Linked DNA regions of Salmo salar: region 2 is linked to region 1. A link is a contact called in public Hi-C data. All regions are on one chromosome and are shown on one strand. The core of a region is the stretch at or near the end of the contact, and the rest is flanking DNA. Distances in the headings are between cores, read along the strand shown. Region 1 holds the start of hivep2a (HIVEP zinc finger 2a). Region 2 overlaps aig1 (androgen-induced 1 (H. sapiens)).

Region 1 (6,955 bases), core at 1,836-4,335:
CATCTCTGACCCATCTCTCTAACCATTTGACCATCTCATACATTTGAAGACGTTGTTTGGACCCACAATGAAAAACTGTGAGATCAAAGGGACCGACTAGTCTGAAGATCATTCAGATGCTTGGACCTTTGAGTCATCATGACTCATTGGTGCAACTGGAAATCATTCTTCTAGTAAATCAGAACACCATCTTTTCCTCACACACATATAAACACACACACACACATTCTGTAATATAACTCACATAATCTTACTTGGGATATTGTTGCTCTTTAATTATTTTTCCATTTTTTCTTCTTACATTTTTTGCTAAATTATTTTAGTAAATGCTTTCTTAAGACTTATTTTTCTTAAAACCGCACTGTTGGTTAAGGGCTTGTAAGTAAGCATTTCACTGTAAGGTCTACTACACCTGTTGTATTCGGCGCATGTGACGAATACAATTTGCTTGGAATTGATTTGATCACGTGGGAGTCCCCATGTAGATTGGGATGGGGGACAACAGACAGAGGTTAGAGCGTTAGACAGAAAGATTCCTCTGAGGATTTAGAGGAGGCCAGACACCGCTCAGGTGTGAGTCACGGTCATCTTCCCATCACTGAAGAGTGTTATGGAGGTGAAGATACTTAGGATCCATGCTCAGTAATAACCTAGCACCCCAGAGCTATACACTACACGTAATACACGCAGAACCACCAGTCAGGTTGAGATATCATGGCCTTCCAATCCCTCTCTGGGATATCAAGTCATTAAATGTGTTACATGGGTTGTCCTTTGAAATTATGACGTGAGAGTGAATCTTCCACAATGACAAAGGTGCAAAGTGGACCACCTCTTTCCAGGCTGTGTGTGTCCCGTGTTCTGTGTGTATTCAGGGCCGTAGCTCAAAGGCAGAGAGGGACAGTAGCCGACGATGTATTTACCCCACCACAGAAGGTGTGACTGTATCATTAACCTGCAAGTGCCAAATGATCCACAGTGTCTCTGCACAGTACAGGAAAGCCACTTATGGGTATATTGGGACTGATGAATCTACAGTAGAGCTGAAAGAAAGATTCACAATAGGCCAGCTCCCTAACCAGAGGCACAAAACAGAAACCGTCCATACACAAACAGATGGGTAGAGTTCTTCATCCACTGCTAAGTGCCTACTGTAAAATTGTGTAATATCATATAGCTTCCGTTCTGTATTCCAGGCTCACAACCTCTCTGTCCTCCTCTCACAGTCAGGTTGCTGGTACAGCGAAAGACACAATACAATGTATGTGCAGTATGATAAAAGATATCCCATTTCTCTCCTACATCGCTGCTGTGGGACAGATGATACAGTACGTAGGTTGGTCTTTCAGAATTAATTCCCAGTGCTTGATGGATATCCACAGTGCAGCTCTACTGCTCCCTGCCTTTGGCTGGTGGTGGCTAACCTGAATTATATCCATTCATATCATGCTCAACAAAGGTGAATTACAATGATGGGACTGTAGGTTATAGCTGTATCTGCAATAAAGCAATGTAGGATATCTAAATGAAGGTATTGTAGGATAAACAGATTCAGATCTACCACCGGGTGATATAGGCCTCAATTGGGGTACCATGTTAATAGGATGTTACCATGGAGGCAAAGGCTTTGAGCACATCCATTGACATGAATGTCTCATGGGAGAACCTGTTGCATTTTGATGGGTAGTTCTGCTGTGCTGATAGACGGAATGAAATATGGAGTGACAATATGTACAGTTTGAGGGCACACCAGGTAAATTGGTTCAGTTGGTTCAAGCATAAGAACAGCGAGGCGGGATGTTAAACGTAAAATGTATAATCTTATAGACTGATACTGTATGCACAAGAGAACTGATCTCTCTTGAGTACCTTCCAATAAAAAGCCTTTGAAATATTTGTTTTCTATGAGGAAAATATGATAATAGAAATGCATGTTGAGCAAATGGTTGAGAGGAAATAACATTTAGACTATTGAACAAAATAAATAAGCAAAGGAGAAAATTAAACTTTTAACATCACTAGCTCTGTGCATTGGCTAAAGCTGGGTAATATGATGCATAAATAACCCATGCCCAGTCCATGCGTAATATCTGTCTAATTAATAGGCTCCACGTCTGATTTACGAAACATAAATAAAGTCACTTTTTTTCCCATGTTAATATTGTATTTTCACCAGAAAGACGGAGACGATCAGCGGCAGAGAACCCCCTTGATGGGCCCCGATCTTGACGGCGAACACGTCATGGAACATTCCCGGAACGGGCCAGCGTACCACCCACCGTCCCTCTCATAGACACACACACATTCAAGCACAGAAACATACGACGTACATAGAATTACAGACCACAACAGTCAACACAGATACAACACTATATACAGATAGGTGACAATGACAGAGGGGTGTACATGGCCTTGACTGTTCTGCAGAGAGAGAGAAACACAATCTTCCTGCCATGAATCCAGCTTCATACTGTAGCTAGGTTTACAAGCCGTTTGCCCGCTGCATTGGCTGTGCAAATTCCTTAGGATATTATGCAACATTCCTAATCTGCATGCAAGCACTGGGTATTCCCCACATAGCTATCGTAATAAACAGAACAAACACGATAGATTTTTCGTTAAAAAACACCTAAATTGTACACTGGAAGCCAACTGACAGCTTCTATTTAGTCACTTACCGTGTCACACTTCAGGTGCCGTGCAAAAACCCACGTCCAGTAAAATCCCAAATAAATTACAACCTATGACAACGCTCTTGACACTTCGCTAATTGTCGGATAAAAGCGTCCAAGACTCAAGAGTGAAACATTAAACAAGAATTAGCACAAAAAAAAGATCGACTTCCGTATGACTATTCTAAAGCCTTTATGCTGCTACTAAATGAAGACAAGTTGGGAGTAAAACATCCTCTTCGACACGATTTTTTCAGTTTGTGAGGAAGACGCCGAAGCTATTATTCCTGGCACAACTTCCCAGAATAGAACATCTGAGAGAGGGGGAGAGCGAAAGACAGAGGTAGAGAGAGAGAGAGGAGTATGAGACAGTGTTTGGTACGTGACGTCATCGGATCCCCCAGCTCGGCCCAGAGAGAGAGAGGCAGAAGCCATGGAGCGAAGCAGTGTGAGGAGGGAGAGGGACAGGGAGAATCCGGCCCCGTCCCCCTCTCAACCGAGCTCTGCACAAAGGGAACTCCCTCAGCGGCGCGCCCGGCGACGTGACACGCAAACAGACAGGGTACATTTCATGCGAGGCCCAATTTGATGTATTTTCACTTATTTATTCTAGCCTCTATTCATATAAAAATATTTCTCTAGCATATCTTATAAAATACCATGGTGCAATTACTGTGTGCCTCACTACAGTCACTGTTGCCTCAGTGAATGTAATTCAATAATGGTGTAAACACTCTTTATTCTCAGGGTACAATATGCAACCCGTTTATTTATTCTGCCTCTTCATATATTCCAGTGAAAATGATTCTCTGCATGCAGTGGCGGTTCCAGCTTGTATGGCTCCCAGGGCGAACCTCCCCCTTCAGCCACCCACCCACCCCCACCCAAATAAACCTGTAATTTTTATTCAGACATATGGAACAACAAAAATAAATAATCATAACATTTAAAACTATATAAATATAAAAAATAAAGGGAACACTTAAACAACACATCCTAGATCTGAATGAAATAAATAATCTTATTAAATACTTTTTTCTTTACATAGTTGAATGTGCTGACAACAAAATCACACAAAAATAATCAATGGAAATCCAATTTATCAGCTGATCCAACTTTGATGTAATGTCATTAAAACAAGTCAAAATGAGGCTCAGTAGTGTGTGTGGCCTCCACGTGCCTGTATGACTTCCCTACAACGCCTGGGCATGCTACTGATGAGGTGACGGATGGTCTCCTGAGGGATCTCCTCCCAGACCTGGACTAAAGCATCCGCCAACTCCTGGACAGTCTGTGGTGCAACGTGGCGTTGGTGGATGGAGCGAGACATGATGTCCCAGATGTGCTCAATTGGATTCAGGTCTGGGAAACGGGCGGGCCAGTCCATAGCATCAATGCCTTCCTCTTGCAGGAACTGCTGACACACTCCAGCCACATGAGGTCTAGCATTGTCTTGCATTAGGAGGAACCCAGGGCCAACCGCACCAGCATATGGTCTCACAAGGGGTCTGAGGATCTCATCTCGGTACCTAATGGCAGTCAGGCTACCTCTGGCGAGCACATGGAGGGCTGTGCTGCCCCCAAAGAAATGCCACCCCACACCATGACTGACCCACCGCCAAACCGGTCATGCTGGAGGATGTTGCAGGCAGCAGAACGTTCTCCACGGCGTCTCCAGACTCTGTCACGTCTGTCACGTGCTCAGTGTGAACCTGCTTTCATCTGTGAAGAGCACAGGGCGCCAGTGGCGAATTTGCCAATCTTGGTGTTCTCTGGCAAATGCCAAACGTCCTGCACGGTGTTGGGCTGTAAGCACAACCCCCACCTGTGGACATCGGGCCCTCATACCACCCTCATGGAGTCTGTTTCTGACCGTTTGAGCAGACACATGCACATTTGTGGCCTGCTGGAGGTCATTTTGCAGGGCTCTGGCAGTGCTTCTCCTGCTCCTCCTTGCACAAAGGCGGAGGTAGCGGTCCTGCTGCTGGGTTGTTGCCCTCCTACGGCCTCCTCCACGTCTCCTGATGTACTGGCCTGTCTCCTGGTAGCGCCTCCATGGACACTACGCTGACAGACACAGCAAACCTTCTTGCCACAGCTCGCATTGATGTGCATTCCTGGATGAGCTGCACTACCTGAGGCACTTTGTGGGTTGTAGACTCCGTCTCATGCTACCACTAGAGTGAAAGCACCGCCAGCATTCAAAAGTGACCAAAACATCAGCCAGGAAGCATAGGAACTGAGAACTGGTCTGTGGTTCCCACCTGCAGAACCACTCCTTTATTGGGGGTGTCTTGCTAATTGCCTATAATTTCCACCTGTTGTCTATTCCATTTGCACAACAGCGTTGTGTTGCTTCCTAAGTGGACAGTTTGATTTCACAGAAGTGTGATTGACTTGGAGTTACATTGTGTTGTTTAAGTGTTCCCTTTATTTTTTTGAGCAGTGTATATTATTCTTACCGATTTCACACAAACCAGAAAAAAATACAATATGTCTGTGAAACTATATATTCACAGTATTATGAATGAATTGTGGTTTATTTGGTAGCATTTCGTAGTATGACTGATTTTACTAATTGCATTAGTACTGTACAAAGTTAGAGATGAGCTATTTGATAGATTCCCCTGCCCCCCCTACCTCGGGCTTCCAGTGGGGAGACCTGAGGACAACATACCCCGCCCCCATCCCCTATTTGAGCTGTATACTTCAGCAACCCCTTAAACAATTACAAAATGATTTAGGCTACTAAAATGAAAAGTCCATTCATTATCAACAGTCTACGGCAGTCCATTGGTAGTTCAGAAGCAAAAAAACAAAGTGAGGGGGAAATGAAGAAGCCTATGGGTGCTAATGGTTTCATCTGTATGAGACTATGGTCACCATGCATTATAAAAACAGAATAACATCAGATGCTACTTATGTAGCCTATGTTAGACTGCATGTGCATCAATAGAACAACAATAGGATCACCCTACATTATCTGAAGCTAAAACCCAATACAATCACATGGTAGTTACAAAGGTAAGTGTAACGTAAGTATTAGGGACATAGCCTTGCTGGCCAAAGTCCTCACATAGGGTATTCCAGTCATTTCGAGAGCCCTAATTATTCAAACACAAAATGATTGATTTGATTCTAGATATTATCTCAAGAGTGAATGTCTATAAATAAGCAGACCACCTCTACCACAACAGCCATCATGAGACATCCAGTGAACTCATCCTCTTTTGGTAAACACGAGTCAGTCTCTAGGAGCGAGGTAACACAACTCCTCAATGAAAGTGAGTGTGTCTAATACAGCCTATACTTTCTTTGGCCTGGGCCCTGGTCCTGTGTGTGTGTGTGTGTGTGTGTGTGTGTGTGTGTGTGTGTGTGTGTGTGTGTGTGTGTGTGTGTGTGTGTGTGTGTGTGTGTGTGTGTGTGTGTGTGTGTGTGTGTGTGTGTGTGTGCGTGTGTGTGCGTGTGTGTGTGTGTGTGTGTGCGCTGTACATATATAGAGTTAAGTGGATTATCAGCTAGAACAAGAGTGGCTTACAGTCTCTGGTAGCTCATGGCCATATCATATCAGCTGTGGCTTGGGACTCCCCATGGAGACCTCCTCTCTGTAATCTTTAGAAAGCCATTCCCAAGGGAGATCAGCTCCCATGGCCCTAAACTAACTGTCTTTAAATCATGGCTGGTCTTCTAGGAGTAATATTGTCATACTGCTCAAGGGCTGCCTTGTAAGAGATACCGTACCTATACGTCAATAGGACTCACATGCATAAATACATGATACATAAAAAAGCAAAACGTTATCCAACATAACATTTTAAAAACGTTAACCAGCACTGCTACTAAAACCCCTTAAACTATCTCTGGTGAAAAAACACCAAGAGAAAGAACCTGTCCTCTTCACCCCAAAAGGCATGTTAGAACAGTGTCTTTCCTCTGGTTTATCTAGCACCCGTTGGTACAGTATTCCTAGAAGGTGATGTCAAAGCTGCTGGTACGAGTACCTGCAAGAGTCTCATATTTTGACATTCATCCAAGGACCCCTGAGGGTATTCCCACAGATCAAGTTTTTTTGTACTCTGACTTAGTCACTGAAACATGATGGCCCAAGAACAAAGCAGATGATCATACTTGTTAACACACGGTCTAAAATATGTTAAGTTGTAAACTCATATTTATTATACATAACCACATCAAATGATGATACTATGGCCTTTACTGTTACTCATTAAGCTCATTGTAACTGATCCTGAGACAAGCCCCTTGAATGTCTTCTTCGCTGTGTA
Region 2 (6,955 bases), core at 2,822-5,321, 43 kb after region 1:
ATTCTCCCCCTGAGCAAGGCAGTTAACCCACTGTTCCCCGGGCGCCAAAAACGTGGATGTCGATTAAGGCAGCCCCCCACTCCTCTCTGATTCAGAGGGGTTGGGTTAAATGCGGGAGAGACATTTCAGTTGAAGGCATTCAGTTGTACAACTGACTAGGTATCCCCCTTTCCCATTTCCCTCCATCCCAGTGCTGGCCTCTGCTAACTGGCCTGTCCTGTCCTCAGGGTTAGGTCAAAGGTCATGGTCCCAGCTGGCATGAAGAGTTAGGCACATCATCACTAACCAGCGTGCCCATGTAGCCCGGAGCAGCCCTGCCAGCCCTAACAGTGGTGCCAGGAGTATTCATCCACGACGGCCTGTCATAACATGATAATCACATTAAGAATGCCAGTAGAAACCAGTGTTCTGCTCCCATACAGTGCAATCATCCTCCTCTTTCCTTCCTAATGGGAGACATTAAACAGAAACTCAATCCCCAGTGGGAGAACCAAACGGCTCTGCTGCTCCTCTAGTGTCACAGAATAGCTTTCCTTCCTTCACTCTGATTATGCTTTACCGAATTAGATGTTGAGGCGAAGTCAAATGCAGTCCTTTTTCAGTGGATAAAGAGGGAGACATTGTTGCTTGTTTAATTTGTATAACACAGGACATCTTAAACTCTGCTCTGTTGTAAGTCGTCATAACAGAAGCCTCTGCATACTGTTTCTCATGCCTCGGACAATATCCTTCAAGATTCTGCCAAGAGGTGCATCCCTCCACAGAGAAACCCACCCGGCCTGAAATGTCCATCAGGAGAAGCTTCTCAAGCTGGAGAAAACAATGCCTCTCTCGAAAACGCTGGGAAGGCCGATAAAACTACGAGGAGCGTATAAAACATGGTGCAACATTTTTCACAGAGACCTCGTGGGGCTGCCATGAACTGTTCTTTATATCGCAAACATATTGTGGAGGGGAAAAGGAGGGAGGGGATGGGAATGTAGCAGAGGAGTGCAGAAGAAAGAAAATGACCTGGCATCATTAGCTACTCAGCAGTAAGCCTCTCCCCGTAAACTTTGACTTGCTTATTTGGTTTAAGAGACGTTGGCCGTTGCTCAAACGTTTTCACATCTGCTGAAATTTGTTTGGTTCAGGGTTCCAGAAATGGGTTTCGGAGTGCAGATGAGCCTGGCCACGAAACCAAGGAGGTGGCCAAATTCACCGGGCGTCAGGAGGTTTTAAGAGTGTTCTCTGTCTGCTACAGTTACACTAAAAGAGTTGCGCATCCCAACAGACTTGCAGAAATAGCAGGTGAACTGAAAATGCAAACAGCAGATGTCTCCGGATGGTAGTCAGTCACATAGACAAGCTTTTTAATATAGACCCATCAGACACCAGTGTGATGCCACTATTCGAGATCCATCTGATACTCTGAGAAATAATATACATCATTATGGGACCTCCATTTATTCAAATGGAGCTAATTAGCTGATATGAAAGTATAAAAGTCATTCCTTAATGTGATCACAGAGGGGCCATTCTAATGAGGGAGGTCCACTATCATACAAGAGAACATAACATGGGGGCTGTGTTTGGCTCTGCTGTGTATTTCTGGAAGAGGCGCTGTGAGTGTCAGCACTGTCTCAGCCAGCATGTTAAGGAGGCAGGGAGGTGACAGGTGTTCATGGTTGACAGGTGTCCAGCTGACAGCTCCTCCACGGGGGGGGGGGCTTTCTACCCCAGCTCTCATCACCTCTGGCCTGGCCACTGCCTCTGGAGCCTCAGCCTGTCCTGTCATGGACACGCACACAGTGGTGATGAGCTGAAGAGGCTTGTAGAGCTGCTCCCCCTGCCATCCCGACTGCAGGGCCCTCATCAGAGACACTTCCTCCAGTGTCAGAGAACATAATCAATATTTGAGGGTGTGTTTGATGTGTATTCAATTTCGGACAAGAAAGTGAGCGATTACAAGATGATGAGGGCTGTGGACATCTGCAGACTCAGCTGAAACCAAGGCCTTTCTTACAGCCACGGCTCTGACTAGCTCCTGACTGACCTTATTTAAGTGAAAACAGAGAGGCAACTCATTGTTAAACACTTTAATGTAGTGCTCTCAGAGCCCTGTCTGCCATGCAGATGTGTCACGACTTCCACCTGAAGTTGGTGCCTCTCCTTGTTCGGGCGGTGTTCGGCGGTCGACGTCATCGGCTTTCTAGCCACCACCGATCTACGTTTCTTTTTCTATGTGTTTTGTCTTGATTGTACACACCTGGTATCCATTATGTTATAATTTATTCCCTATTTAACCCTCTGGTTCCCACATGGTTTTGTGCGTGTTTGTTCTTTGTTATGTGGTCGCACTTCTGTGTTGAGCTGGATTATTATTCCCTGAAAGGAATTAGTTTGTGATTATTTGCGAGTAAAGTACGTTTTTACTCAGTTCTGTGTTCTGCGCCTGACTCCGTCCTACCCGCTGCACACTGACACATGACAAGATGCTTACCACGGGAGAACATTTTGAGGGGAAATTTTGCTGAAAATAATCTGATTCTACCTTGCTGCTTGGGCCAGCTGTGTGTGAAGCGGGAGAACAGATGTGCACGGTGTCTGAGAGAGACAGATTCAGTTAGCCGGAGAGAACCAAACCAACTTCTCCAACAACCCAGGGAGGGAAGGAAAGAGAGAGTGAGTGAGAGACACCGAAAAAAAGAGAGGCTGAGAGGGAAGATAGAGAGAACACGAGTGTTCAATGGTATTGATTCTCCACCAGAAAAACAAAAGTGTTCTCTGCACTGCTATGTCTTTCTGGTTTGCAGACTGCTGGGGGATTACTTAAAAAAGATCAATAATTGCAGGTCAATTTTCCTGGATGCTAATATTTCAGGGCAGTTTGAGGCGCAGTGGTGTACAATATCATGATTGAGTCGCCGGCCACATTGAGCCTGGAAAAGTTACTAAGTTAAGTTCCCCCGTCCAAACCCTGTCATTAAAACGGGCGCATAGCTGGCTCACTAGCTCATCCTTGACAACTGGGAAAATATTTACTCATCTCGACTCAGTGAACGATGGCCGTTTCACAGCTTGCTTTTTTGCCCATTGTTCCCAAAGCCGGTGTAAAGCTTACTGCGTGAGTAAATCGGTTAGAGAAACACAATTTTTTATTTGGTTGAATTACAAAGTCTGCTTTAGCAGTACATTTCCAAACATTTGTGAGAATGCGTTCACAACCCTGTTGGTGGGATGGCAGCAGGTGAGGTGTGATGCATCCGCGCATTCAACGCTGCGCGTTGGCTCCTCAACGCATAATACGAATGTGAAGTCTTGACACTTGGCTTTCTCACTTATCTGCTCCTTGGCGTTTTCAGAGCGCAGTGAGACCTGCTCCTCTCTTCCTCTCGCTTTCTTTCTCCCCAGTGTTTGTGTTTGACATGGCCTATCCTGTTTTAGCCCTGGACCACTTGAGTGACTTGCGCTTTTTTTTGTAAGAGGGGATTTTCCACAGACAGTACTGGCATCCAGATCATAGGTCTCTGAGAGCTCCTCAATCTTGTGGTCAGAGAGAGAGACAGGGACTGTCACATTAGATTCGTGGGGGGGGGGGGGGGGTAAAATAAAACAGGGCTAAAATAAAACATGACGGAGTCATTTGAAATCCTGGATACAAACATGGGGGCGGGGGTTGAAAAATGCACCGTCCGGCCATATCAATTGATTTCCACCCTGTCCAGACTGAGAGGAGCTGAAAGGAGAGGAGCAGGGACACAAACCAAACAGGTTGTCCTTATACGCCTTGGTGTTTGTGGTATAATGAGAATGAGCATACCCCTGGAGGTATTTTCTAGAGATTGCGTTGCTGACGGGGGAAGAGGGGCTACGGGGTCATGTGAGCCCTTTGTTGACTGGGAGCTGCTGAGAGTGTGTTGCGTGGGTTGGCGGAGGGTGGGCAGGTGGTGGAGTGCGGCTGGAGGGAGGGAGCAGTGTGTGTGTGTGGGGGGGGGGGGAACTCTACACCCGACCTTGGGAGGGAGCGCTATTTCTGTCACCCAATACCCTCTGGGAGCCCTTCACTAGGCCAACAGGCATCCCATCCCGCCCACTGCAGCAAAATAACTCTGGTGTCCACAATCCCACAATGCCCTGACGGCAGCACACACACGGGCTGGCCTGGCAGGGAGGGAGGGGAGAAGGGGGAGAGCTCATGACACTAAGTACACAGGGTGAAATAAGTGACTTAAGCATGTCAGGCATCTTGTCACTGATTAGAAAGGGAACTGAGAGCCCAGTCAATAATTCATACTCTATCTATACGTGTGTAACGCTTGTCGTTGAAGGGGGACCAAAACGCAGCGGGTAAAGTGCTCATCCTCTTATTTATTAAAGAAAACACTTAATCAACACAAAACAAACGACGAAAACAGTCCAGTAAGCTGCATAGACTATACTAGAAACAACCACCCACAAAACCCAGTGAAAACAAACACAACTAAATATGGCCTCCAATTAGAGACAGCAACAACCAGCTGCCTCTAATTGGAGGTCATTGACAAAACTCACATAGAACTAGAAAAGCTAGAAAAACATAGAAATAAGAAAACTAGAACCTAAATCCACAATACCCAACCACACAAAACAAACACCCCCTGCCATGCCCTGACCAACTACAATGACAAATAACCCCTTTTACTGGCCAGGACATGACAGTACCCCCCCCCCAAAGGTGCAGACCCCGAATGCACCTCAAAACAAAACCCACAAAAACAACCCCAAACCTAAAGGGAGGGTGGCCACCGTCAACGACAGTTCCTGTGCTTAACCCCCCCCTCCCCTTCCCAATCCTCCCACCACGGAGGTGGCTCTGGTCCTGGCCGTAGCGCCCGTTCAGCAGACTCTGGGCTGCGTGGCATCGCTGGAGGCCCCGGGCTGAGATGCGTCGCAGGAAGCCCCGGGCTGAGAGGCGTCGCTGGAGGCCCCTGGCTGAGGGGCGTCACTGGAGGCTCCTGGCTGGGGAGCGTCGCTGGAGGCTCCGGGCTGGGGAGCGTCTCTGGAGGCTCCTGACTGGGGAGCGTCGCTGGAGGCCCTGGGCTGAGAGGCGTCGCTGGAGGCCCCTGGCTGTGGGGCGTCGCTGGAGGCTCCTGGCTGAGGAGCGTCGCTGGAGGCTCCGGGCTGGGGAGCGTCTCTGGAGGCTCAGGGCTGAGGAGCTCTGGACAGGGGACTGTCGCCGGAAGCTCTGGACTGGGGCTGCGCACTGGAGGCCTGATGCGTGGGGCTGGCTTAGGAGGCACCAGAATAGTAACCCGCACCACAGGGCTAGTGCGAGGAGCAGGAACAGGACGTACTGGGCTGGGCAGACGCACTGGAGGCCTAATGCGTGGGACTGGCTTTGGAGGCGCCAGACTAGTAACACGCACCCCAGGGCTAGTGCGAGGAGCAGGAACAGGACGTACTGGGCTGGGCAGGTGCACTAGAGGCCTGCCACGCCCTGACCAACTACAATGACAAATAACCCCTTTTACTGGCCAGGACGTGACAAAGTGACAGAAGAGGTTGAGGGGAGGGTCGCTCTCACCTCCCAATGTCAGCTAACCTACTGAAGGTTCACTCACCATAGGGGGGGGTAAGGAAAGACACCGTGTCCCCAGTGTTTGTACATACTTACATTCTCATTGTCACTTCGAGTTATTACCACAGCGCATCAGCTGATATTGCACCAATCAGATTCCTCGCTCTACCTTAACATGGCTGTCTATTTAGTCAATCAAGTTCTGCACACACATTCTCTGATGGCTGCCGCGCACAAGCTATGCGCTGGTGTTGCTGATGGCATGCTATTGTTGTAACATGCTTTACCTGCCACGCATGTCTGTTTCCTGCTTTCCCACTGTTTCGGTCACAGGGATTTGCACAGCGTTCTTTGCTCACTGCCTGTAATTGTTATTATCTTACCATGATGCATGCCCTAGCAGTGAGCTACCCCAAAGGAGCAGAGCTCAATGCCAAGACTAATGCATTGCATGCATTGTAATCTTTTTTGAGTATGTGGCATTTCCTGTCTGAAGCAATTCATTTGTGTATGGATAGTCTAATGTAACGGAGTCAGTCGTGACAGCAATGGAAAGGCAGGAGTCTTTGTGGCTTCAGAAGTGAAGCCCTCTCTTGTTGTCTATTTATTTGTTCTCTGGTTGTCCATTGTGTGTGGTGGCTATGGTAATTACCATACTTTACATAGCATACACTCAGAGGTCCTCAAAATATGTCCCCAGCACTTGGATAGCAGTAGCAGACAACAATGACAATAGAAGCACCAGTAGCTGAGGCATTCTCACTCCTGACCGCAGGGTGTCGGGTTCAAATCCCAACCAGGCTACAGCTGTGAAAGCCTTGTGTGATAAATTTCACCCTAATTGCTCTGTGGGGATACGGAGAGCCTAAGTAGCTTCCAGGGTATCTTCACTGTGGACTAGGGCATCTGCCAAGCAACATGTTCAATGGAAATCATAGACCTCTCCATTGCATGAATTAATAAGCATTGTCAGGAAGCATGAGACCAAAGCTCATCATGGACATGGTTTTTATATGGCAAGTCAAAATAGATTAAGTGTGAGTGATATTGGCGGGGAGGGTTGTTCTTGGAGCCTGTGTTAAAACCACCTTCCTTCACTGGCCTGGGTCTGTTGTGGGAGAACTCTTCTCAGCAGTGCTGACTAAACTCTCTCTACCCTCTCTGCACTACTCCGCTTAATCCTGCTTGGCCCTTCGATGATGGCCATTACCGCTCAAGTAAACCCATACTGTAAATCTAGAGGTTATTCTTGCCTGAGCGTTTAGATGAACTCTGTCTGAAAAAGTGTCCATGTCTCCTTGCCTACGCGTTTATATTAGAGAAAAGGGAGATTGAGATAGCTCAAAAGCAAGTGAGAGGGGAAGACAGATAGATAAGCGAGCGAGACTTTGACTTTGACACAAACCATGCACAGCA

The links. Hi-C and Micro-C count contacts between places; a contact is called where the count stands out from the background.
Region 2: a Hi-C map of muscle shows a contact between it and region 1, with 2.4 times the contacts expected there. The contact joins the enhancer-like site here to the promoter of hivep2a in region 1. A contact is called at or near these places in 2 of 3 Hi-C or Micro-C datasets (gill and muscle).

Annotation. Positions count from the first base shown.
Region 1 is chrssa15:40,354,800-40,361,754 of Ssal_v3.1, forward strand. It overlaps hivep2a (HIVEP zinc finger 2a), which reads right to left and starts at 3,086. Exons shown (of 12, transcript XM_045695719.1): 1 at 2,679-3,086.
Region 2 is chrssa15:40,397,255-40,404,209 of Ssal_v3.1, forward strand. All of the region lies in intron 3 of aig1 (androgen-induced 1 (H. sapiens)), which reads left to right. Among protein-coding and RNA genes, the nearest start is that of adat2, 22 kb to the right of the region's middle. Within about 2 kb of position 4,072, at least 4 of the 13 cell types and tissues checked have an H3K27ac peak or open chromatin away from gene starts, as enhancers often do. A contact at or near this core is called in muscle, where this site is marked.